Linked DNA regions of Pan troglodytes: all the other regions are linked to region 1. Evidence: chromatin contacts called from public Hi-C and HiChIP or PLAC-seq data. All regions are on one chromosome and are shown on one strand. Each heading gives the region's core, a stretch centred on a gene start, on an enhancer-like site or on the middle of the called end of the contact. The rest is flanking DNA. Distances are from core to core; before and after follow the strand shown. Region 1 holds the start of BRD7 (bromodomain containing 7). Region 2 holds the start of CYLD (CYLD lysine 63 deubiquitinase). Region 3 holds the start of CNEP1R1 (CTD nuclear envelope phosphatase 1 regulatory subunit 1). Region 4 overlaps SNX20 (sorting nexin 20).

What was found. A called contact is a pair of places that touch in the nucleus more often than the background predicts. HiChIP or PLAC-seq counts read pairs in DNA pulled down with a chosen protein or histone mark.
Region 2: an H3K4me3 HiChIP or PLAC-seq map of stem cell-derived excitatory neurons shows a contact between it and region 1, with 13 times the contacts expected there. The contact joins the promoter of CYLD here to the promoter of BRD7 in region 1. A contact is called at or near these places in 1 of 7 Hi-C or Micro-C datasets (stem cell-derived neural progenitor cells) and 1 of 1 datasets of contacts at active chromatin or transcription factors (stem cell-derived excitatory neurons).
Region 3: an H3K4me3 HiChIP or PLAC-seq map of stem cell-derived excitatory neurons shows a contact between it and region 1, with 4 times the contacts expected there. The contact joins the promoter of CNEP1R1 here to the promoter of BRD7 in region 1. A contact is called at or near these places in 1 of 7 Hi-C or Micro-C datasets (stem cell-derived neural progenitor cells) and 1 of 1 datasets of contacts at active chromatin or transcription factors (stem cell-derived excitatory neurons).
Region 4: a Hi-C map of blood shows a contact between it and region 1, with 12 times the contacts expected there. The contact joins the enhancer-like site here to the promoter of BRD7 in region 1. A contact is called at or near these places in 4 of 7 Hi-C or Micro-C datasets (blood, induced pluripotent stem cells and stem cell-derived neural progenitor cells), 1 of 1 datasets of contacts at active chromatin or transcription factors (stem cell-derived excitatory neurons) and 1 of 1 other capture datasets (stem cell-derived neural stem cells).

What each region holds. Positions count from the first base shown.
Region 1 is chr18:48,338,550-48,344,488 of NHGRI_mPanTro3-v2.0_pri, forward strand. BRD7 (bromodomain containing 7) reads right to left here and starts at 2,179. Exons shown (of 18, transcript XM_054668370.2): 1 at 1,924-2,179; 2 at 1,283-1,491. The coding sequence starts at 1,972.
Region 2 is chr18:48,709,250-48,715,188 of NHGRI_mPanTro3-v2.0_pri, forward strand. It overlaps CYLD (CYLD lysine 63 deubiquitinase), which reads left to right and starts at 3,743. Exons shown (of 18, transcript XM_016929820.4): 1 at 3,743-3,975; 2 at 4,613-4,692.
Region 3 is chr18:47,992,861-47,998,799 of NHGRI_mPanTro3-v2.0_pri, forward strand. CNEP1R1 (CTD nuclear envelope phosphatase 1 regulatory subunit 1) reads left to right here and starts at 3,590. Exons shown (of 6, transcript XM_001164142.8): 1 at 3,590-3,754; 2 at 4,840-4,911. The coding sequence starts at 3,730.
Region 4 is chr18:48,635,443-48,641,381 of NHGRI_mPanTro3-v2.0_pri, forward strand. SNX20 (sorting nexin 20) reads right to left here. Exons shown (of 4, transcript XM_063797823.1): 4 at 4,196-4,905. The coding sequence ends at 4,798. Among named protein-coding and RNA genes, the nearest start is that of SNX20, 14 kb to the right of the region's middle. Within about 2 kb of position 2,694, at least 4 of the 24 cell types and tissues checked have an H3K27ac peak or open chromatin away from gene starts, as enhancers often do. A contact at or near this core is called in stem cell-derived neural stem cells, where this site is marked.

The DNA of each region.
Region 1 (5,939 bases), core at 929-3,428:
AAAAAAAAAAACAACTGGTTACCTCTGAAGAGGGACTCTATGTGAAGGACTGGGGTGAGGAAAACTTTTTCCATTTTGTGTACTTTTGCACCACATGAACTACTTTTAAAAAATCAAATGCATATATGGGTTTTATAATTTAAGGAAGAAAACAAAACATTACTCCTACCTAGCCAAAGGTAATAAAAACTGGGACAAAAGGGAAGGAATAGACTTAAGAAATCCCCAAAATAAGATCTCTAAGACTTGGTGACTTAGCAATGTGTTCAATCACATGGAAGAGAAAGCTCCTCTTGTATATATAAACATAAGAAAAATTATATAACTAACCTATGAAAATTTACCTTCACAATAATTGATTTAATAAGTCGTTCAGTGGCAGGTTAAATTTGGAAAGTTAATAACAGTAATAACAATGTTGTTATTATTATTAGAGACAGAGTCTCGTATTATTGCCCAGGCTGGAGTGCAGTGGTGTGATCATACCTCACTGTACCTCAAACTCCTGGGCTCAAGGGATCCTCCCACCTCAGCCTCCTGAATAGCTGGGACACAGGTGCACACCACCAGGCTCTGGAAATTTTTGTAGTTTATTTTGCAGAGGCAGGGCCTTGCTATGTTGCCCAGGCTGGTCTCGAACTTCCAGTCTCAAGCAATCCTCCCACCTCGGCATTCCAAAGTGTTGGGATTACAAGTGTGGGCTACTGGGCCCAGCCATTAATTATTATTTTGCCCAGCTTTCAAACCAAGATGGTAGCTACTCATTCTTTTCTGTTAAATGCAAATGGTTAAGAATATCAATCTCCATTACAGGTTTCTGACCAAATTTTCTCAACACACTACAACACTGTTTTAAAAGATTTAAAGTTGCTCATTACAGATTTGGCATTATAATATTTATTTCAGAACAAACTTTAAACCCCAGTAGATCCCACTCACTTCTGAAATGACTATTTTTGACAATCCTCGAACACTGAGGCTTTCTTGAGCATGACTTTTTACCCTGCCTAGATGGAAAAACCACTCTTTGAAGCAGCTCCTCAAAATTTGGACTTAGCTGCTTCCTCACCTGATGTGCGAGTACAATTGCCTAAGAGTATAATTCAAAAACGACTTGCTGAAACTCATAGATGATTCATGTCTCTATTCTGTCCTGCTCCTCCTCAAACGAGCCAGATCTTAGAGGCGTTTGTTTTCCCCAGATACAAAGAAAATAAAATGAGGTTGGCAGCTGGAGGAGGCAGTGCCGTCCGCAAAGCCAAAGCAATGTAACCACTTGTACCTTAACTCTTCTCCGTTTTCTCCCCTTTTCTTCCCCTGGAATCTGCTTTTCTCCTTTCTTTCTCTTTTTCCGCTTTCTGTCCTTGTGTTTGTCATGATCGTTTTTGTCTTCGAAGAGGCTGGAGTCGTGCCCCGAGCTGCCCGTGGAGAGTTCAGTGACTTCGTTCCCTCCTACTTTGAGGACCAGCTTCAAGGGCTTCTCTACATACTCTTAAAAAAAGAAAAGAAAAGAAAAGAAAGGAAAGCGCGTCGATTAAAGTCGGGGCTCTCCAGGGAGTGCTAAGGATGCAGAGCGCGAAGGCGCAGCAAGCCCGAGGCGGCTTTGGGCGCTCCGCGAAGCACCTGTTGAATGACGGACCCCCGCCCGGGGGTGCGGCGGCGCCGCCCGCCCCGAACGCTCCCAGGCCTCCCGGGCCCGCCTCACGTCTCCCCACCAGAGACCCACCGGACCAGGGGGACCCGGGTTCGAATGCCGCCGCCGCACGGGGGGCAGCGCGGCCTCGGGCAGGACGCGCCCCCTTCGCGGGCCTGGGCCTGCCGTGGGAGGGAAGGGCCCTGGGCCGCCCCGGAGCCATTGGGAAAGAGCGGAAGCCCGGCAGAGCCGCTGAGGGCCCGCCGCCCGCACCCCGGCCCCCTCCTCACCCTCGTAGAGGTGTTTGTCCGACTTGTGCTTCTTGTGCTTCTTGCCCATGTCCGACCGGGCCCCGGTGCCCGCCCCCCGCGCCAGGCCCAGGCCGTGCGGCGCCGCTTCCGGTCCGGGCCAGGCGAGCGGAGGGCGGGAGCGGGGCCCGCGAGACCCCGCGCCGCGAGGCAGGGGGGCGGCGCGCGCCGGGCGGCGCGATGCCCCTCTCGAGAAGACGGAGCGCGAGACCCGGCCGGAGCCCGAGAGCGGCGGCGGGGGGGCGCGCGGCCGGCGCAGAGGCGGGAAAGAAGGCCCGCCGCGCGCACAGGGTGCCGGCGGCTGCGGGTGGCGGCCCCTGGCGACCGGAGGTGGTGCTGCAGCTCGCGGGCCGGGGGCGGGGCCGGGGGGCGGGGGCGGGGGCGGGGCCGGGGAGGGATCCACCGCTCAGACTCTTGTCTTTCTTCTTTCCTCCCTTTCCCCTCAATTTGTCTGTCTTGTCTCTGTCTCTGTGTGTCTCTCCCTCCGTCTCCCCTTCCCTCCCTTCTTTTTACTCCCTCCCTCTCTTTCTTTCTCTTTCCCTTCTTCCCTTCCTTCCTCCTTCCTTCCTTCCTTTCTTCCCTCCTTACTGCCTCCCTTCAAGCCTTCCTTCTCTCTTTTCTTCCTCCCTCATCACCCTTCCTTCTCCTCTTCCCGTCTCCTTCCCTCTTTTTTCTTTTCTTTTTTTACCCTTCCTCCTTCCCCCACTCTTCCTTTCTTTCCACTTTCCCTTGCTTCTGTTTCTTCCCTTTTACGATATTGACTGAACCCCATACTGGGTGCCAGACCCGGCAACCTCAGCACATTGGTGACTGAAGATTCTAATCTTAAAAAAAACTTATGTGCTGATAGGTGAAGGTTTCCAGATGTTTTGACTGTCTTTACTTCTAGCTGTATGGTGCTTTGTCTGTTTTCAGATAAACTCATAATTATAGTCTCCTCTTAAGAAAGGATCTGTTATCAGTCATTTATACTTTAGTAACAATTTAGGCCCATGAATCACCTCTCCCAGGAAGATTTGTAGCTTTACCTTGAACTTCAGTGGTGAAATTATAGGCTTATATTTTAGGACCCTATTGTTGGTAACTAATAGAAACCAATTTGAATTATTTCAAGTAAACAAAAAGGGATTTATTGGTTTACATGTCTAGAAAGGGCAAGAATAAAGCTTGCCAGAGAGAAGACAGGAACCAAGGATGTAATGCTGTTGACTGGCATGCCAGCTCTCTCTCTCTCTTGTCTCTCTGTATATCGGTCTCCATCTCCCCCCTTCTTTCCTATATGGCTGGAAACATGGCCACCATCTGCTTCTGAGGCCTCTTCTTTATAGTGTCCTGACCAACTGGGAAAAAGATCTCTTCCTGTCAGCTTCACCTGGAAAACAGTCCCAGGGAAGGATTCTGATTGGCTTGGCTTGTGTCACATGTTTTATGGGACAGGGGATGGGAGATTGATTCGGCCTGGATGCCAAATCTACCCCCTCACCCCCTTGGCCAAGAGAAGTGGAGTCTGTGATTGGCAGCTCCTGCCAGACTTCTATGGTTAGCCAGGGAAGATGAGGTTCTTCTAATGAAGAGAGTTGCTTTTTCATGAAAGCTAAAAGTGTGTGTCTATTATTTCCCTGTAACAAGCCTCTCTGGTGTCCGTGAGGCAGAGATCAGGGTGTGGGAAGAGGGGTTGTGTTGGGGAAGAGACCTTCTGCTGCTCTGAAATCAAGCCAGCAAGGCCCCCTAGGCCCCCTAAGCATAGGGCAAGGCTTGGTTTCAGCTTTTCATCCACTGTCTATAACTTATTTTGCTTTAAGAACCACTATGCCAACTCCCACTGTGGGTCTGGCCTCTATTGTGGCATTGCCTTGCTCCAGGCTCAACCTGTGGGTTTACCTGTCTGCTCCTCATTACCCTGGGTACCTCCTTGGTACTTACAGTGCCTAGCACAGTGACTACTACCGTCCAAATGCCCCTCAGAGGAAAAAGGTCTGGTGAACTCATCCATACTATCAAGTTAGTAATTTCCCTACCCTCTCAAGAGTGATTCTACATAGGTCACAAAGTGGTCACATCAATGGAAAGTGAATAAGAGTACGTAGCAGAAAACACCTCCCAGAAAAATGTTCCTGGAAGTGGAAGCCCAAATTCATCTAGTTTTAAATTCTCAGCACTAATACCATGCCTGGCACATAGAAGGCACCAGAAAATGCTAGTTGAGCTGCACGGTCCTGGTTCGGGCAGACTCCCCCGAGAGATTTCTGCCTGCTGCCATTCATGACCTCCCAGTGAGTGTGGAATGGCCTGGAGACTGGCTTCAGAGCAATAGAATATGGCAAAGATGATGGACGTCACTCCTGTGTTGAGGATATATAAGACTTCAGTCTTGCTTGCTGACTGTCTCTCTTGCCTTCTTGGCTTGCATGTTTTGACGAAGTAAGCTGCCATGCTGGAGAAGCCCATGTGACAAAGACCTGAGGCTGGGCCCCAGTTGACATCCGGCTACAACTGAGGCTATCAGTCCAACAGCCTTGAAGGATTGAATCCTGCCAGCAACTGTGTGAGCTTCAAAGTGGATCCTTCCTCAGTGGAACATTCAGATGAGACCTCAGCCCTGGCTGACATCCTGATCACAGCCCTGTGAGAGTCCCAGAAGCAGAGGCCCCAGTTAAGCTGTGCCCAGACTTCTCCCCCAACAGCCCAACAGCTCTTGAGTGAGTGAGACAGAGCTGACTTGAGTCTTGGGGTCACAGATGCTTACAGGGTCTGTGACTTTGGCCTGTCCCGAGAGGGCTGCCTACCTCTGAACCTTGGAACCAGGGTGAGGTCATTGGGTGTGCTGCTGCAACAGGGTGGTTGTAAGGATGAAAGAAGATAATGTGGTCAGAGCGCCAAGAGTAATGCCTGATATGGTAGATAGTAAATGGTCAATAAATATCAGCTGCTAATACTAACTTTTAAATATTTGTGAATGTCACTTTCCTGCTCAAAACCATCTTGTGGCTCCCTGTCTCACTCGAAGTCAAAGCCAAATCTGCACCTTGGCTTTCAGGGCCGGATCTGGCCCTCATTCTCTTTCCAGCCCCATCCCCCTGCCCCCTCCTCCCTCCTGCCCCAAGCCCCTGCTTCTCTTCCCTGTGTTCAGAACACTCTCCCCTGAGCTCCTGGAGTGGCTCCTGCCCTCATATCACCTTGGTCTCCCCTGTGACCACCTCAGAGAAGCTTCTGGACCACCAATCCACACACCCCTTCCCCTCTTCCCTCAGCCTGTGCAATGCCTTGTTTCTCTCCGTTGCACCTACAGCCTCCAAAATTATGTTGAATATCTCTTCCCTATCTGTGTGCGTGTCCACCATCTGTCCACTGGCTTCCCAGGTCCCCAAGGTTAGGGACTAGGTCTGTCTCACTCCTGGCTGTGTGCCCCGCACTTAGCACAGAGCTGGGCTCAGCACAGGCCCTGGAGAAATCTTTGTTGGACAAATGAATACATCATAATTACTGTGTTGTGATAATAATTCTCTTCCTCCTTCCTCCCCTTTCTGGTGGAGACACGAGGTGACTGGAGGCCTCCGGAAGAGTCTGTGGAGGAGAAAGCCTGGCCACTGGGGGGTGTGGTGTGCCCAGGAAATCTCTGCGCAGCTCAGCTTGGAGGTGGCCCCTCTTCAGCCTGGCCTCTCTGCTGAGGAGTTGTTGCCCAGGGTGCCTTCAGGCCTTGGTGCTCTGACAGAGAGGACGCTCTGGGACACAGCTGATGTCCTTGCCACCTGACCTTGGGTGGGATGAGGGCTGGGCGAAACTCAGGGGCCTTGGTTCTGGGACACCCACTGGGAACCCTTTATAGCTATTCCCCTATAGCCAACAAATGAAAGAGGGCTGCTGGGTGCTGACCTATGATCTGGACAGACTAAAAGCCTCAAACATCAGGGGCTTCTGAGCCCCCTCGCCTCTGTTTGGCTGTACTCCTCAAAGCCCCCTTATGCAGCACTGAGGCAGGATGGGGAACTCCTGAGACG
Region 2 (5,939 bases), core at 2,493-4,992, 370 kb after region 1:
GGATCAAAACACTGTGCTGGGCTACTGTGGAGAAAGCGCCTGTGACGTATCCTTGCTTGTGCGGATACCTGGTCCAGTTAGCCACTTGGCCTGGTGTTCATTCTGAATGCCCATATTCACAGGATTGGTGGGAAAATGGCTGGAACCATGGGAGGTTGGATGGACATCTGGGAGTTGCCATTTACTAAGATGGGGAGTGCAGAGGGATTGCAGGGGGTGGTGGTGGGGAATATCAGGAGTTCGCTTTTGGCTGTGTTGAGTGGAGATGCTGAGAAGGCAGTAGGATATAAAAGAGACACCAAATTTGGAGAGACTGCAAGTAGGAGGTACCCCGTGGTAGGCACTGGGAAGCATGGAGCAGGGTCTAGTCAATAACCATGACCGGTGCCACTGAGCAGGTTCCCTTGAGTCCTGACGGTGTGTTACTCTATGTCCCATGCCCCTAGCAGGCTACCTGGAGTTCACCATCCTCCGTGGGGAAAGCTCCATTCAATTCAATAGCTTTATGTTAGGGTCCTGCTGTGTGCAATGAGAGAACTATATAAGACAGCTTAGAATCAGTGTTAGGTCAGGCACAGTGGCTCATGCCTGTAATCCCAGCACTTTGGGAGGCAAAAGCAGGAGGATCACTTGAAGCCAGGAGTTCAAGACCAGCCTGGGCAACATGGTGAGACCCTCATCTCTACTCAAAAGAGAAAAGTTAGCTGGGCATGGTGGTGCGTACCTGTAGTCTCAGCTGCTCGGGAGACTGAGGTGGGAGGATCACTTGAGCCCAGGAGACAGGGGCTGCAGTAAGCTATGATTGTGCCACTGTATTCCAGCCTAGGCAACAGAGTGAGACCCCATCTCAAACAAAAAACAAAAAACAAAAAAAGAACCAGTGTTATGTTCCCTGCAAAACCCTTCAAAACTTCCCATTGCTCTTGGGATGGAGAACAACCCCTGTCCTTGGCTCCCAAGGCTCTTTTGTGCCTTCATTGTCTGCGCTCTGCCTCTTCCAGTTTCTTCAACAGGTCATGCACTTTCCTGTTTCCTATTTCTGGGGTGTTCCCCCTCACTCCTGCCTGCCAGTTATCTTTCCCATCTCATCTCAAAGGTGACTTCCTCAAACAGGCCTTCCCTGAGTGGCCAACCTCCCTTTAGGCATGCTCAGAGAGATTCTTCTTCTGAGGCTTACCACAGCCATAATTAAGTAAGTGATCATCTAATGAGTATTTTAGTTTGCCTTTTTTTTTTTTTTTTTTTTTGCCAGAGGGAGTGTGGCATCTCTCTTGTACACTGCTATGTTTCCTGGAACCTGCTCAGTAACACAACCGCTAGTTCCATGAACCCAGGACCAGGCTGGATGGAAGAGGCTGTGGGGTGGTGGATTGAGAGAGGTCATTAGTGAGGGCTGGAGCCCTCTGTGAAGACATGTCTGTAAAGGACTTTGACTAGGTCCTCCATGAAGGGAGGATTTGGAAGGCAGAGATGATGAGCATTTCAGTTGGGGAATCCATTTTAACAGAGGTGGAAAGAGTCTTGGCTTGGAATCAGGGTCTCGGCCCATCTCCTGAGTGACAGGGGCTTGTAATTTACTGTCTTTGGGCCTTCATCTCCTACCTGTAAAATGAGAGGCTGGTTCACCAAGGACTGCAAATAATAGCACCATGACACTATCTCCCCATCTTATCCCCTGGCAGATATCTCTCTTCCCGGTGAGCCTGAATACAAGTTCAGAATTAGTTTTAACGCAATGTTCTAAGCAGCCATTCCCAATTGATAGGAAATGATAATTGAGATAAGCCCCATTTGTCAGGCTTGACTTGGATGAAGATCCCTTAGATGAAGTCAGGCCCCGGCACTGATTCAGTGAACGTATGACAGGACAGAGCCTGGGGACGAAAGCCCTATGGAAGTAGAGACCTCAGCAGCACCAAACACCATCAACAGAAAAGACACAAAAATAGGCCGGGCACATTGGCTCATGCCTGTAATCCCAGCACTTTGGGAGGCCGAGGCAGGCAGATCACTTGAGGTCAGGAGTTTGAGACCAGCCTGGTCAATATGGTGAAACCTTGTCTCTACTAAAAATACAAAAATTAGCTGGGTGTGGTGGCAGGCACCTGTAATCCCAGCTACTTGGGAGGCTGAGGCAGGAGAATCACTTGAACCCAGGAGGCGGAGGTTGCAGTGAGCTGAGATCGCGCCATTGCACTCCAGCCTAGGCAACAGAGCAAGACTCTGTCTCAAAACAAACAAACAAACAAACAAACACCCCAGCAACAACAACAACAAAAACAAAAAGAAGGGACATGAAAATATTCTAGTCCAGAGTGGCAAACTCAGATGCCTTAAGGGACCAGTGGATGTAGATCGTGCAGATAAGAGAAGTGGTCCCAGTGGTAACATGAGAATGTTTGCCTTGCCTAAAAGGACCCCAAATCTCTCTCCTTCACATTCTTTTCTCCTTCCTCCTTATCGTATGGGTTAGGCAAAAACAAATTTCAGCTGAAATTTTCTTCCGGACAGTTGGACTGTGACCTCTGAGTCCTACCAGCTTTGTTGGAGAATCCAGATGTAGATGAGAACGGTGTTGCCTAAGGCCACACTTCAAGCCAGGCCCGTTGATTTCCAACTTATGGCTTCCTACAGCAGTGTGGTCATGAAGCCTGGAAAACAGGAAGATAGGAGTGACAAAAGAGGGACAGGAGTAGAATGAGGCTTAGGTTTTCAAAAGATGCTTATTTCATTTTGGATGACTATGGCAAGGAAGAGTGGTGGCCTGTCTACTGCTACTGTTAGTCATCACTCATGTGACTGCTTTTATGTATTCATTGGTTTAAATTCCCTGGATCTCCAGAAACATGTCACTTTCCACTGGGGGAAATTTGTGTCATGATTAAACACACACACACACACACACACACACACACCCCTCCTCCTTTCTCAGTGTTAATCACCTTCTCCTATAATTAGCACTTAAAATGTCAAAGGAGAAGAAATTAATTAACAGGAGTATCCAGTGCAGCAAGGCTCTAGGACTGATTATAAAAAGCACTTCCTTAAATATTTTGAGTGCTTTTGGGAATCAGAAGCCTCCCTTCTAATTGAAAGATCCTTAACTACACCCTAAGTCCTGGCTGGTGGCCAGGGGTGCGGAGCTGAGTGAGGCGGCGTGTGGAAATCCCTTCTTCACCATCCTTGGGAAAATTCCCTCCAAACTGGGATAGGTGGCAACAGAGGTTCGGAAACAGCAAGCGTCCCAGGCTGAATCTGCGGAGGAGGAAGAGATGAACCTTTCCTGAGCTGGTACTGCGTGCCAGGAACTTTAGCTCGGTATTTTGCCACAATCCTGTAAGACAACCGATACTATGATCTCCATTTTACAGATGAGGACATTGAGGCTCAGCGTGGTTGTGACTTCCTCAGGTCACGCAGCCACTGAATGAAAGCGCCAAAGATTCAAACTGAGGTCTGATTCTAAAGCTTTGCTCTCTCACGGCATCCTGGAATCCTATTTCAACCTTCATCTGGACTCTTAACCCAGCCCAAACCTAAGCGTCTACAGTTTTGACAGCTGAGGCGGGAGCACGGGAGGCGGAGCTGGTGGCAGCGCAGCGCCCCGCCCCGGCTGCAGCATCAGCCAATGGTGACGCGGCACCCACAGCCTTTCGCCCAATCAGCTTGAGCTTCCCGCCTCCATCCGCCGCTCTTCTCTGCCCCGCCCCTTCGCTTTCCCTTTGGTTCCACCGAGCTTGACAGAGCGGAAAGTCCCTTCGGCCGGCGCCGGGCTGGCAGCCATTGGAGGAAGGTCTGTCACAGGGAGGCCCAATCACGGCCCGCTCAGGAGCGCAGCTCGGCCTACGATTGGCTAGCGCGGCGGCTGCCCCCTCCGCCCCCGCTCCCTCCCTCTCCCCTGTGCGGTTCGGAGGCGGGGCAGGTGGGGGCGGGCCCAGGTAGCAGGTTTGGCTGCGCGGGGGCCGCGCGTCGGAGGTAAATACTAGGGCGGTGGGTGTGGGGAGCCGGGGCCGGCCCGGGACGCGGGCTGGGGAGCCGGGGCGAGGGGCGACGCCCCGCCGCCCGAGGTTAGTGAATGAGCGGGCGGCTGGCGGCCGGCGGGCGGCCGGATCCCCTCGGCGCAGCCGCCTGGCCTCAGGGCGTCCGGAGCCGCCGCGGCGACCATCGGGCCCTCGGCGCCGGCCCGTTAGTTGCCCGGGCCCGAGCCGGCCGGGCCCGCGGGTTGCCGAGCCCGCTGACGTCAGCCCGGGCTTCCCCCCACCACCGGGGCTTCCCCATCCCCCGAGGCTTCCCGGGAGGGCTGCGAGTCCGGGGAGCGTGCGGGGTCGCCACCGTCGGGACCCCCGGAGGAGAGAGGACTTGGGGCGGGAGCCGCGCGGGACGCTGTCCCCCTCCCGCCCCCCACCCCATTTACAGATTGGGAGACTGAGGCACAGGCCGCTGGCGGGCCCCGACGGCCACGGTTGGCCTCAGGAGCCCGGGGCTGTGATTCCTACCGACCGCGCCGCGGGGCGTACGTACCGATCGATTTTGCGGGTGTTGGTGGCTCCCGTCCAGGAATGGCAGTCGGGGTTCTGGCCTTGTTAATGGCGTGTTCTGCTTTTTCTTTCAGTTTCCCCCTTTCCAGGGTGAGGATGGTTCTACACAGCCACCCGGAGTTCCTTAGTTGAAAGGTGCGCCCTGCTGTGACAGGTATTCTTTCTTTATGTTTTTCTTTCATGTTAACAATCGAGGGGGGTGGGGGGCGAATGGGGGGCGGGGGCGAAGTCATGAAATCTTCAGGAAGATGGTGTTGAGTTTGGTACTCAGCTGGGTCAGCTGCCGGTTATTCATGTACTTGGCATCGTTTCTCTTCCACCCCTTGGCATTTGAATGTTTTAGGATAGTTGTCATCTTTCAGCCACCAAGCCTGTGGCCTTGCAGTCTCCCAGCCCCCATCATCCCTGCCACCTTCTTCTCCTCAATTTTTCCTGGAAAGTTTTATCCTTAGCTCAGCTAAGGAGCATGCCTACCTTGCTTTTGAATTCGGGCTAATTAGTGATCTTAATAAGATTGTTCATTTTGCAATCATTGGCTCTCAGAGAAGCACCCAGGCCTTGAGAGGGTGTTCGTTTGATTGTTGGCTTTCTACACACCCCCTCACGCCCCAAGTAGACTGAATGGCCTTAAGAATTTAGCCTCCCATTCCCCACTGAGCAGTAGGTGGATTTGAACTAGAACAGTATTAGGAGAAAATGATTTGCTGGAAATTCTTATTGAAGTAACACCCAGAACATTCTCTAATATTCTGCTGCAAAATTGTATAGTATTCTTGCAAATAAACCTTCCTCTGGGTGGTAACTTTTGTGAGAAGCAGATAAGGCTTGTTATATAAAGCACAACTAACATTAAGCAGCAATGATTTTTATAGTCTGGCACACCTAAACTGTGGTTTTGTTTGATTTAAGGAAGTCTCCAACACAAGGAGAGAGAAAGGAATAGTTACGCTGTTTATCAAACTATTAGTATTTTGTTCCTGATTTTCACACTATGATTTAAATTAGTTTTTTTTTTCATTGGTTGTACAGAATTTATAAGCATCATACATGCTAGTGAGGCTGTAGGAAGCTAGTATCAAATAAACCTCAAAACAACTTGGTTTCGTAATTGTGAAATTTTCCGTATTTGTTTCTTCTTATACGTATAACAATGAAGTGGTTTAGCATGATTTCATTTTATCTAGAGAATTACTGAAGTTTTAGGCAAAATTCATTAAATACTCCCAATTCCTGAGTCTTTTTCTCTTCTCTTTCTCTTGGTTTAATCCCTTAAACAGGAGGAGGAAATGCAATTTTGTTTTCACTGTTACCACTTGAGTCTTTCATTCATTTCTCTGTATTCAGTGCCTAGCATATGCCAGGCTCTCGTGTGGGCACTGGATAATACAAAAATGAAGGACT
Region 3 (5,939 bases), core at 2,340-4,839, 340 kb before region 1:
CACAGTTGAGAGTGAAGGATAGCGAGGCAACACCCCAGGAGGTAGCCCTTACTGTTCCCTCTGTTGTCCCAAGCTCTTGCTAGAAACTTGCACACCCCCCTCAGGCAAACAAAAGCCCTGCAGTTAACAGAACTGTCCCTTTTGAAGGCAAGTCAGCAAAGCCTCCACTCACCACAATGCTTTGCAATGCCCTATTCATCAGTCTGTCTTCACTCCTCACCTCCCCAGGATCTAGCCCAGGAGAGCCTGTCATATAACAGATGTTCAATAGCCATTCTCTAAGCACTGCTGTGTGCCGAAGGGAAATGTGATGAATTAGACTTGGAGATGGAGAAATGGAACATTGAGCAAGAAGTCAAAAGGGGTAGTTTGACTTAGGGCTTAAAATCAGGCTATGACAATAATTGTGAGATCCGGGCAAACTGATTTTTACTTTCTCTATTGTGAAATGGGCCTTGATGACTTTCGAACTTTCAAACTTTTTTTTAAAGTGGAACTCTCGGGTATATGCTTTGTACTGTGATGAGAACACGGTGAGCATGCACACACACCCACGCACAACGGAAACAATGGGCCATGAAACCCCACATCCTTACTTCCAATTAGGTTTCTTTTTAGTTTTTTTTTTTTTTTTTTTAGACAGGGTCTCACTCTGTCACCCAAGCTGAAGTGCAGTGGTGTGATCTCGGCTCATTGCAACCTCTGCCTCCTGGACTCAAATGATTCACCCAGCACAGCCTCCCAAGTAGCTGGGACCATAGGCACACACCACCATGCCCAGCTAATTTTTTGTATATTTTGTAGAGAGAGGGTCTCACCGTGTTGCCCAGGCTGGTCTCAAACTCCTGACCTGAAGCAATCCATCCGTCCCAGCCTCCCAAAATGTTGGGATCACAGGCGTGAGCCACAGTGCCTGGCCTTAATTCATTAAAAAAAAAAAATAGTCATCATGTGCCCCATAAATATATACAGCTACCATGAACCCACAAAAAAATTAAAAATAATAATAATAGTCATGAATCAGTACATAGATTTTACAAACCTCTCTAGATTTTGACCCACAGTTTAAAAAATATCACCTGAAAGGGTTAAGGGTGACAACACATGGAAAGGGTTTGGTCCCAAGGAAGGCTCCCTAAGTGGAAAACTGAAAAGTGCCATAGTAGAGGAACCTTCAAAATGAAGTGGTGGGTGGGGGGTGTCAATTAATTCTGCTGACAAATGGGAAGGAGGAAGGTTGAGGATGAATTATATACACAAAATACCAATAGGGGAAAAACTGCAGTGCTGCTTAGAACCTTCTTAGCCCTCATCTTTGCATGGCTGGATTCTTCTCATCCATCTTTTCATTCTCAGCTCAAATGCCTGTGCCTCATGAAGCCCTCCCAAAGCATGAGATCCTGCTAACCTTCCTTTTTCTCACTGTATCCTATTACTGTTACTCCCTCCATAGAACTGTCAACTAAAGGATCATGAGGTTCATAAATCTGGGAAGGAGAGCTTTATTTCTGCTTGTTTGTTTGTTTGTTTGTTTGTTTGTTTGTTTGTTTGTTTTTTGAGACAGGGTCTTGCTCTGTTGCCCCAGCTGGAGTGCAGTGGTGCAATCATAACTCACTGCAGCTCTGAACTCCTGGGTTCAAGCAATCTTCCTGCCTCAGCCTCCTGAGTATCTGGGACCACAGCCACATGCCACCATGCCCAGCTAATTTTTAAATGTTTTTTGTTTGTTTGTTTGTTTTTTGTAGAGACAGAATCTCACTATATTGCCCAGGTTGGTCTGGAACTCCTGGACTCAAGTGATCCTCCCACTTCAGCCTCCCAAAGTGTTGGAATTACAGGCATCAGCCACTGTGCCCGGCCTAAAGAGGTTTATTTCTGAAGGGTTGGAGCCTGCAGGCTGGCCATCCTTATAGGCTGGCAAGTATGGTCTCTGGCAGAGACCAAAAGCAGGCACTTTGAAGGAGGAAGGGTGAAGCAGGAATTTATGCCAAATGGGTTGGCCAAGTATACATATTTAACAGGTTATAGGAGAAGCTATTCAGGAAAGAGGGGTGCACACATGCATAATAAACAATCATGCATGTTACATGGGTCACATGTTCACTTTGGAGTAGAGACTTAACATTTAAATGCATTACAGTTAGACCCTTTACGTCAAAAGGCGAAGCAGAGAACATAAAGGCACTCAGTGTGCAGCCTCTGTAAACTGGCTAGGGCCAATCTATGGTGGGTGGTCTCTTATCAGGAGAAAGTTACTGAAATCAGTCTCTTGTCTAATGAAAGCAGGAGTTATGGCTTGTGGAACAAAGGGATCAGTTAGTCAGTGACTGGTAGTTGGTAAGCTGCAATTGTTTTAATATTGCTTGTTTAGCTGCTAGAGGAAAAAAACGAACATTGTGGCAGTTAGAACATCGTTTATTCTTTAAGTGTCTGGGTGTTGAGTGATTTAACCCTTGCCTGGCAGGGCCTTAGGTCTTGTTTATAAGTTGGTATGTTACTGCCACAAAAAAATCTAGCCCATCAGTCTTAGATTCTTTTTTTTTTTCTTTTTCTTTTTTGACAGTCTCACGCTGTCACCCAGGCTGGAGTGCAGTGGCTCACTGCAACCTCCGTCTCCTAGGTTCAAGTGACTCTCGTGCCTCAGCCTCCCAAAGAGCTGGGATTACAGGCATGCACCACCACGTCTGGATAATTTTTTTGTATTTTCAGTAGAAACAGGGTTTTGTCATGTTGCCCAGGCTGGTCTCAACTCCTGACCTCAAGTGATCCACGCGCCTCAGCCTCCCAGAGTGTTGGGATTAACAGGCGTGAGCCACCGAGCCCGGCCAGGATCTCTATTTTAACAGAACTATTCTTATTTGAAATCAATTACTTATTTGCATGTTTGTTGCCTGCTGTAGCCCTTCCTCTTTGTGGGCAGGAATCCTGTCTACCTGGCTCACACGCGTATCAATACAGTGTCTAGCATGTTAGGCAATAAAATGATTTTGAATGAAAGAATGCCACCAATAAATGAACAAGAAGGCCTTGTGATCAAATACAAATGTAGTCAATCCCTTACAGATCTCTTCTTAAGTTATAGGTATTTGGGCTTACACTTTGCCTCATTTAGGAATTATGAAAGCTGGGTGATGTGAGAGGAAAGTAACCAAGAGAGAAGTGTTTACTTAAGGGGTTGATTATCTAGGACACCATAATTAAGGAAACTGGTTATTTAGGGTTCTAGTTAGTTCTGTACAGATTTCATTGCTCCTTGAGATCCTTGAGGACAGAACCAGCTCTTTGATTTCTGTATCCCTCGCTAGCGACCAGAATAATGCCTGGAAGGTAGTGGGCGCTCAATCAACATTTGACGAATGAAAGAACCAAGCGGGGAACGGGGGATAAATGAATGAACGAACTAGCTCCGGAGGGCTGCAGTTCCTCCCCGGGGCAGCAGGCGACGCCAGCGTTACGCCCGCCTGGCCGCCGGCAGTTCTTGGTCCCTCCGGCTGACCGTCCAACGCTAGGCTCCGAAGCCGGTGCAAGAGACAGCCAATAGAAAGCTGTCTTAGTTGGAGGTCTAGTAGAGGAATCCAATGAGCGTAGCGGGTCTAGGCAAGGGGCGGTGCGACGGGGAGGGGCAGCGGGGAGCGGTTAGAGGTGGGAGTTGGCGCTGCGGGCCGGGCGGGGGCCGCGGAAGCTGCGATGCGGACGGGGCAGCGGCGGTGACCCGAGCTGCCGCCCGACATGAACTCGCTGGAGCAGGCGGAAGGTAGGGTGGGCCGCCCGGGCCCGTCCCACGTCTCCCCTCGGAAGCTGGCGGTGCTCCGGAGGGGCCGGCGTCGTGAAGACCCCCGCCCCGGGAGGAGGCCGCAGAGGATGGAGCTAGGGGCCCGGAGCTTGGGGGCGCGTAGGCGGCCGTACCTGGCCAGACGCGGGGGGCGGTGCCTCAGCTCCCTCAGTCCCCACAAGCCTAGAGGGTCGACCTCCTCGCCAGCTTCTATTTTTATTTTCTTTTCATTGGCAGACACTTGCACTTCGTGCATTGCAGCCTGCTAATTCATTTCATTTCATTCTCACAGCCCCGCGAGTTGTATCCCTGATTCCTGCGGTGGTTTCCGGTAACTGCCAAGGTTAGGAAGTGCTGCTCGGTGTTTTAAAGTTTAAAGCACACCACTGCGGAAAGGATACCCCACCACTCACTCGGAGCAGCTTAGACGCCCCTGTCTTCTAGAACTAGGCGCTGCCTGGGTGCCACGAAGATCACCTGTACCCCCTTCGGAGGGGGCAAGGGGAATGTCTTTCCACACCCACTCGCTATCAGTGTCAAGAAGTCTAGTAAGGCCAGACGGCGTAGCCATTAATTAAATATAAGAGCTGGAAACCGGAGGCGGGTAATTGCAGTCAGGTAGACCTCGAAGACTTTGATGTTAGGCACTACGTGGTTCTAATAGGAAGTTCTTGGTTCCCAGAGAGCTAAAACTCGACCTGATTTTAATTTTATTTGCAACCCTGAAAATGTTCGCTTTTGGCGCTGGCCGAGGCTGCTGCTTATTTCTCCCAATACCATTTATGAAGCTTCTAAAAGTAAATCAGCAAGTTTTCTGATATGAGAAATTGGAATTAAAGAGCCCTAATTTTTTGTCAAGTGCTTGAAAAGCTGTCATAGTAAATGAAATAAACAGTGCAGTGATACATGGAAGTTAGTGTGTAAGACCTGAAGCAGTTAAGAGTATCTCACATGTCGTCTTAATGTTAGGTAAATACTCTGACATTTCGTCAGACGAGTAAGAGTGGCTAACTAGAAAATTGACGAGTAAGAGTGGCTAATCAGAAAATTGACATCTTTATACCTAGATCTCAAGGCTTTTGAGAGGAGACTTACTGAATATATTCATTGTTTGCAACCTGCTACTGGACGCTGGAGAAGTAAGTTCCTGAATGTTATTTTAAGGGAAAACTAACAATTGATACTTTTATCCTAATATAGGAATGATTTGCTTTTATGTAAAATGTTTGTGTAAATTTATTTAACATTGTAGACAATGCCTTATGAAGAAATTTTTAAGAAAAGGAAATTATAACTGGCCTTCTCAAAAGAACAGTCTATTTCGTGTGGTTGTTTTTGTTTTTCCATTAAAAAACATATTTTTTGGCCAGGCGCCGTAGCTCACGCCTGTAATCCCAGCACTTTAGGAAGCCCAGGCAGGCGGATCACCTAAGGTCAGAAGTTCAAGACTAGCGTGGCCAACACGGTGAAACGCCGTCTCTACTAAAAATACGAAATTAGCCGGTCGTGGTGACGCTGCCTGTGATCCCAGCTACTCAGGAGGCTGAGGTGGGAGAATCGCTTGAACCCGGGAGGCGGGGATTGCAGTGAGCCGAGATTGCGCCATTGCACTCCAGCCTGGGCGACAAGAGCAAAACCCGGTCTCAATAAATAAATAATAAAAATATTTAAATTTTTGAATTAATTATTACAGTTTTGATAAAGACATACCTAATAAAAATTTCAGTAGCCCGTTTGGCAGTTTTATAATTTGCCTACAAACTATTGGAATAAAATTTTAGTAAGAAGAGTCATATTAATAGGGCTCAGTGAGTCACGCATATAATCCCAGCACTTTGGGAGGCCGAGGCTGGAGGATTGCTTGAGCATGGGAGTTTGAGACCAGCCTGGGTAACATGGAGAGACCCCATCGCGGTGGCTCACGTCTGTAATCCCAACACTTTGGGAGGCCGAGGCGGACGGATCACGAGGTCAGGAGATCGAGACCATCCTGGCTAATACGGTGAAACCCCGTCTCTACTAAAAATACAAAAAATTAGCCGGGCGTGGTGGCGGGCGCCTGTAGTCCCAGCTACTCGGGAGGCTGAGGCAGGAGAATGGCGTGAACCCAGGAGGCAGAGCTTGCAGTGAGCCGAGATTGCACCACTGCACTCCAACCTGGGCGACA
Region 4 (5,939 bases), core at 1,444-3,943, 300 kb after region 1:
TGCTAGGATAGATTAGCATTGGAGTTGATGCCCTGAGTGTGACAGACGGTCTTCCCCCATGTGAACGGGCATCTTCCAACTCACTGAAGGCCTGTTCGGAACAAAAAAGGCAGAGGACCGTTGGATTTGCCTCCTCTCTGATCGCCAAGCTGGAGCCTGGATCTCCTGCTCTTAGCATTCTTGGTTCCCAGGCCTGCAGACCTGGACTAGAGTCTACACTGTCAGCTCGCTGGCTCTCAGGCCTTCAAACTGCACCACCGGCCTTCCTGGGTCTCCAGCTTGCAGATGGCAGATGCTGGGACTTCTCAGCCTCCATAATTCTAGGAGCTCATCGCTTATACCAAATCTCATTATATGCAAATATATAGACATATACTATATGTCCATATCCATATCTATCTCTGTTCTTGGTTCTTTTTCTCCGGAGAACCCTAGTACAGGAGTTTTGCCATCTAAGCAAGCATCCTTCAGCCCTCTGGTTGAGTCCGACCTGCCCTTGGCCTTCAGGAAATGGAACCACACAGGCTGCATCCGTCTGTGTCTGGCTTCTTTCATGCAGTCTCTCGTGAGGTTCATCCACTTCCTTGTGTCCAAGCATAGCTTGTTTCATAACTGCCTCATGTTCCACATAAGAATACCACAAGTCCCTTCTCTGTTTTATGGTTCGCAGACACTTGGGTTGTTTCCAGCTGGGGGACAGTATCAGGAACGGTTCCTGCTGTGCAGTTGTGGTACATGTCTTTTGGTGAGCATGCTTGCCTATCTGTCTACAGGGTATATTCCTAAGGGCGGCATTGCTGGGTACTTATAGGACAGTTTACGTTCAGCTTTGAGGAATGGTGCCAAATGGTTTTCTTAAGTGGTTGTACCATTTATACTCTAACAAGCAGGGCACGTCATTTCTCTTTTCTTTTCCTCCCAGCCTCCTTCCATTTTCCTTTCTTTTACTTATTTATCCAACCCACATTACTCACAGTCTCTATAGCCTTGTGTGTCTACTGGTGAATTAAAAGGTCACTAGTGGTGTCCCCTGGGAGTCCTCTTCTCACTCCCCCAGTTCAGTAGGCAGATGGGTGGCGAGCCCCCCACGCCATCTGGGTCCTGAAAAGGTGGGAGATGGGATCTGGGAGGAGCAGGGCATTCAATCTCTCCCCCTGGAAAGCGACGTGGCGTGGGCCTTACTGGGGAAGGGCCTCTCCCCGCAGACCGAGAGAGGCGCAGTTAGGCCCGTTCTCGGAAGCCATGGCCGGTCCTGCTCCTGGGGGCGCTGATACTGGCTATTTGCAGCGCCCTCTCTTGTGAAACCCTGCGGATTCCGCTTGCGGGAAGTGGAGGGCGGCGGCCTCCGCCTTTTGGGGCCTCTGGGCTGAGGGAAGAGGATGGAGGGGCAGAAAGGGAGTGAGGTCCCAAACCCCAAGTGGAGGTCGCCCGGGGACCCCCCACCAAAACACTTGCTGGGGAGAGGTTATAGAGGCAGCAAAGCTCTTTCCAGCATGATTTCAAATCCCGTCTAAGGGCTTTCAGAAGCCTGGAGAAAGTTTCGGTTTCCCAGCTGTTTCAGCTTTTTCCGCCCGCACCGCGGCGATGCGTTCGGAGCCGCCGAGGCGGCAGCGCCATCTGCTGTCTACTTTTTAAATTGCAGGATCAGATCCTCTCGGTCTCTCCAGACCTGCCCCGTGTAAAGGGAAAAAGATTAAACCAGTAAAAATAGCTTAGATCACCTGAGGTCAGGAATTCGAGACCAGCCTGGCCAACATGGTAAAACCCCTGTCTCTACTAAAAATACAAAAATTAGCCAGGCGTGGTGGCGGGCGCCTGTAATCCCAGCTGCTTGGGAGGCTGAGGCAGGAGAATCACTTGAACCCAGGAGGCAGAAGTTGCAGTGAGCCAAGATCGTGCTACTGCACTCCAGCCTGGCCACAGAGCAAGACTCCATCTAAAAAAAAAAAAAAATTTTAAATGCCGACAGCCACTGTTATGCAAAGTTCAAGGGCCTCTCTCACACTTAGCTGGGGGAGGAGTGAATACAGCCTTTCTGAAGAAAGAAAAATTAAGTAATAGCAAAATCATTAAGTGTTTATGATTCATAAATACAATTTTTGTCAACTAAAAAAATAAAATATGTAGAAGTCAAAAAAGTGTCTATGATTCAGAAATGCCACCGTTAGAAGTTGCCATAAGAGTGCACACAAAAAGGACATATGTGTCAAAGTGTTTGCAGCAGTGTTGTCCCAAATAAGGACATTTTGCAACATTGTGGGGTGGTTAAAATAACTATAGAATATGCATTAGAATACAATGAAACCATTAAACATAATGTGGAAGAATATTGTATATTATAGGGAAATGCTCATAATATATAGTGACAATTTAAAAAGCAGATTACAAAACAATATGCCAAGACATGATTTCTGCCCAAGTCTGCCCTGATGGGTGAGCTAACCAAGGTTGCTGCACTGTGAGGGCATAGGGGCTGCCCCTCAGCCCCCACCCCAGCCACTGGGCTCCTCAGGAAAGGACATGTGAGTGTTTACTGCACATCCTACAGATGAGGAGCTCACAAGGACCCTGGATGGGGGAGTCCTCTGAGGTTGCTGGAGCTGCTGCAGCCATCTTGTCACTGCCAGGGGAGAGCTCTCTCTGAGAGTGAAGGCACAGTGGAGGAAAGCAGAACTAAGAAGAGACAGAGAAAGCGAAAGTGGGAGAGAGAGAGAGATATGAGGTGACAAAGTGTGGGTCCTTGGATCCTGCTTGGTGTAAAGCTAGCCTGCTCCTGGGCTTTACAGATAATAAATTCCTTCCTCATCAGATTAACCTGGGTTTTTGTGGCTTGTAACCAAAAGGGTCTGCACGGCCCACACACAGGCTCCCAGCTCATTTCCTTTGCAATGAGTGGTAACTGGAGGCGGGCGGTGCATGGACCTGCCTTGCAAGGCTTCTCTGTTAGTGGTGCCTGAAGCCCACTCTCTCAGCTGGCACAGCCAGTGTGACACATCAGTCCGGGTGTGTCTTGGACCTACCCCCTTTCTGGGTGCAAACCAGAACTGAGGATCCCGAGGATGGTGGGGGGGTAGTTTCCTGCCTCAGGGCTGTGCTCCTGCTACCCCTTTGCCTAAAATTCTCCCCTCTCTGTGCTCCCAGGGCCAGCTCCTCTGTATGCTCTGTGATTCTTTGAACAGCGCCCCCTCTGAGAAGCCTTCCCTGACCACCTGGCTGAGGACATCATTCTGTCCCAGCTTCCGTTTGCTTTGGGAGTGGCCTCCTGACACTTCACTTCCATGAGGCAGGGACCAGTTCTGTCCTGGTGACTGCTGTATCCCCAGCTCTAGATAAGGCCTGAGACATTGTAGGAGTGCCAGGGATCTTTGGTTACTGAGAAAACGAGCAGCTAGATCAAGGTTCCCAACACCAACACGCTGGGGACATGTTGGGAGTCAACTTAGCCCTACCAGCAGGTGGAACTAGTTTTGCTGCTCCAAAACAGAGTTCTAGCTATGGGGACAGCCACTAGACAGCAGAGCTAAGGCCATGCTATGCTGAGGGGCCACAGTCTGCCCTGAACTGTGCCTCCCAGCCTGGAGCTAGTGAGGGGGCCGAATCTGGGAGCTGACAGATGGGGGCTCGGCGTGGGGACTTTTGGAGGGGAGGGCATTTTCTTGATCTTACCATGGGGACAACAGCTAGATGGGTGGGGGGGACCCACTCAAGGACATACTGCGGCTTCAGGCTTCTACGAGCCCAGAACGCTCGCTCCATCTGAGGGTCTTGATATCAGGGTGTGGCGTCAGGAGCCGGAGCCTACGGGTTGAAAGCCAAGAGTGGGCAATCAAAGCTGAAACCAGGCCCACGACTTAGGAGCTGGAGAGCACACAGGGCTGAACACTCGACTTGGGGACCAGGAAACCAGGGAGCAAAGTCTCCAGGGTGCTTGGGCAAGACCCCAGATGGTCTGCAGCAACGCACAGGCAACACGGGATGATCAGCGCTACGTGGTGAGAAACTTACCTCCTTTTGCAGGACAACATTTTCCAGTCCTTCTGAGTAAATCAAAGAGAAGTCTCAGCTTGGTGATTGCAGGTCTCTAATGCTTATTTCTCTGTCTCTGTCTCTCTCTCTTTTAACAAAAGCCTACCAGCGGCCTCAGGCTCAGGGCCTGTCTCAGGTAAAAGCGGGTTAGGGTATAATAACAGTGATCGGTTTCATTGTGTTTATTTTTATAGCTACTTTCTAATTATAGCAAGTGATTCTGAGTTTCCATTTAGGATAGTAATAGGAAGTTTCTTTTTCAAGTAAATGTGCATAAGTAAAAGGAGACTGCTCAAAGGAAACCAGCTGGTGATTGATAGAACAGGCTGTGGCATTGTTGGGCCCCAGAGGGAAGGGCAGTGTGAGCATGCAGGACGTTCTGGGAAGGCAGCTAAATGCAGTTGCTGCATGGGGGCCAGGAAGCATTTGGAGACGTGGCTGGGCACAGCTTGGCTTTTGAGCCCAAGAGAGGCCTGCTGGGGATGTGTTGAGAGCCAACCTACCCCTACCAGCAGGTGGAACTGGTTTTGCTGCTCCAAAGCAGAGTTCCAGCTATGGGGACAGCCACTAGAGAGCAGAGCTAAGGGCATTCTAGGCCAAGGGGTCACAGTCCACCCTGAACTGTGCCTCCCAGCCTGAAGCCAGAAAGCTCAGGGAGGCTAGCGGCCCTGCCCAGGCCTCAGCACTGACCCTGCACCCCCAGGCCCAGCTGGATGACCCCTAAGAGCTTCCTGGAATTTGGATGCAGGGTTATTCTGTGTGTGCTGCCTCTCAGAGCATGTCACTTTGACGTGGACATCTCGGGTCTGGTTCTGGTGCTGTCCCTGTCTCGCCACGTGACCCTGGATAAGTCATCTCTCCAGGCCTTGATTTCCCCATCTGTAAACAGAGGTGAGTGAAATGATCTTTAAAGGTGTGTCAGTCCATTTTGCATTGCTATAAAGGAATACCTGAGGTTGGGTAGCTTATAAAGAAAAGAGGGTTATTTGGCTCACAGTTGTGCAGGCTGTACAGAAGCATGGCACCAGCATTGCTTCTTGTGAAGCTTCAGGAAGCTTCCATTTATGGTGGAAGGGGAAGGGGAAGTTCGTGACTTACATGGCAAGAGAGGGAGCAAGAGCCATGTCAGGCTCTTCTAAACAACCAGCTCTCATGTAAACTAACAGAGTGAGAACTCATTCATTACCACGGGGAGGGCACCAAGCCATCCATGAGGGACCTGCCCCCATGAGCCAAACATCTCCCACCAGGCCACACCTTCAACACTGGGAGTCACATTCAGCATGAGATTTGGAGGTGACCACCATGCATCCAAACCATATCAAGGACCCATTTCGGTGAGGGGACCAGGAACATATCCCTTCCCCTCTCCTCCACATCCTTTAATGTGGGGCTCAGCAAGGAAAGTAGGGCTTGGGTCAAATTAAAGCCTGGGCTTAATTTCCTGGTCCAGTTATTAGCTGTGTGACCCTGGGCAAGTCACTTAACCCCCTCAGGTTACAATGTTACAAATGATCCCATTTTCCTCAACTGAAAAATGGGATAGGAACATGTCCCAAGCAGAGCTGGAGTGACGGTGCTATCAATGGCCCGGCAGTGCCTGGTCACACAGTAGGCCTGGGGAGCCCTGACTTTTACCGCACAGGGAGCTGCTTGCAGAGCTTGTTTTCAATTGTGGGCTTGGCAGGGAACTGCCGGCATCCCAGGGGACAGGGTCTCATGAGGATACCTAATTCCAGCTCAAAGTGGAGACCCCAGGACTCCATCACAGCCAGTGGGGGGGAGTGGCTGCTGCAGCAGGGAGGGCTTCATTGGAATGAACCCCTTTAAGCTTCAGTCCAAATGCCCAGAGTGGTTTTGCAGGTATGGTTGTGAGGCTGGCATGGTAGTCCCATCTGCAGTCCCCTGGGATG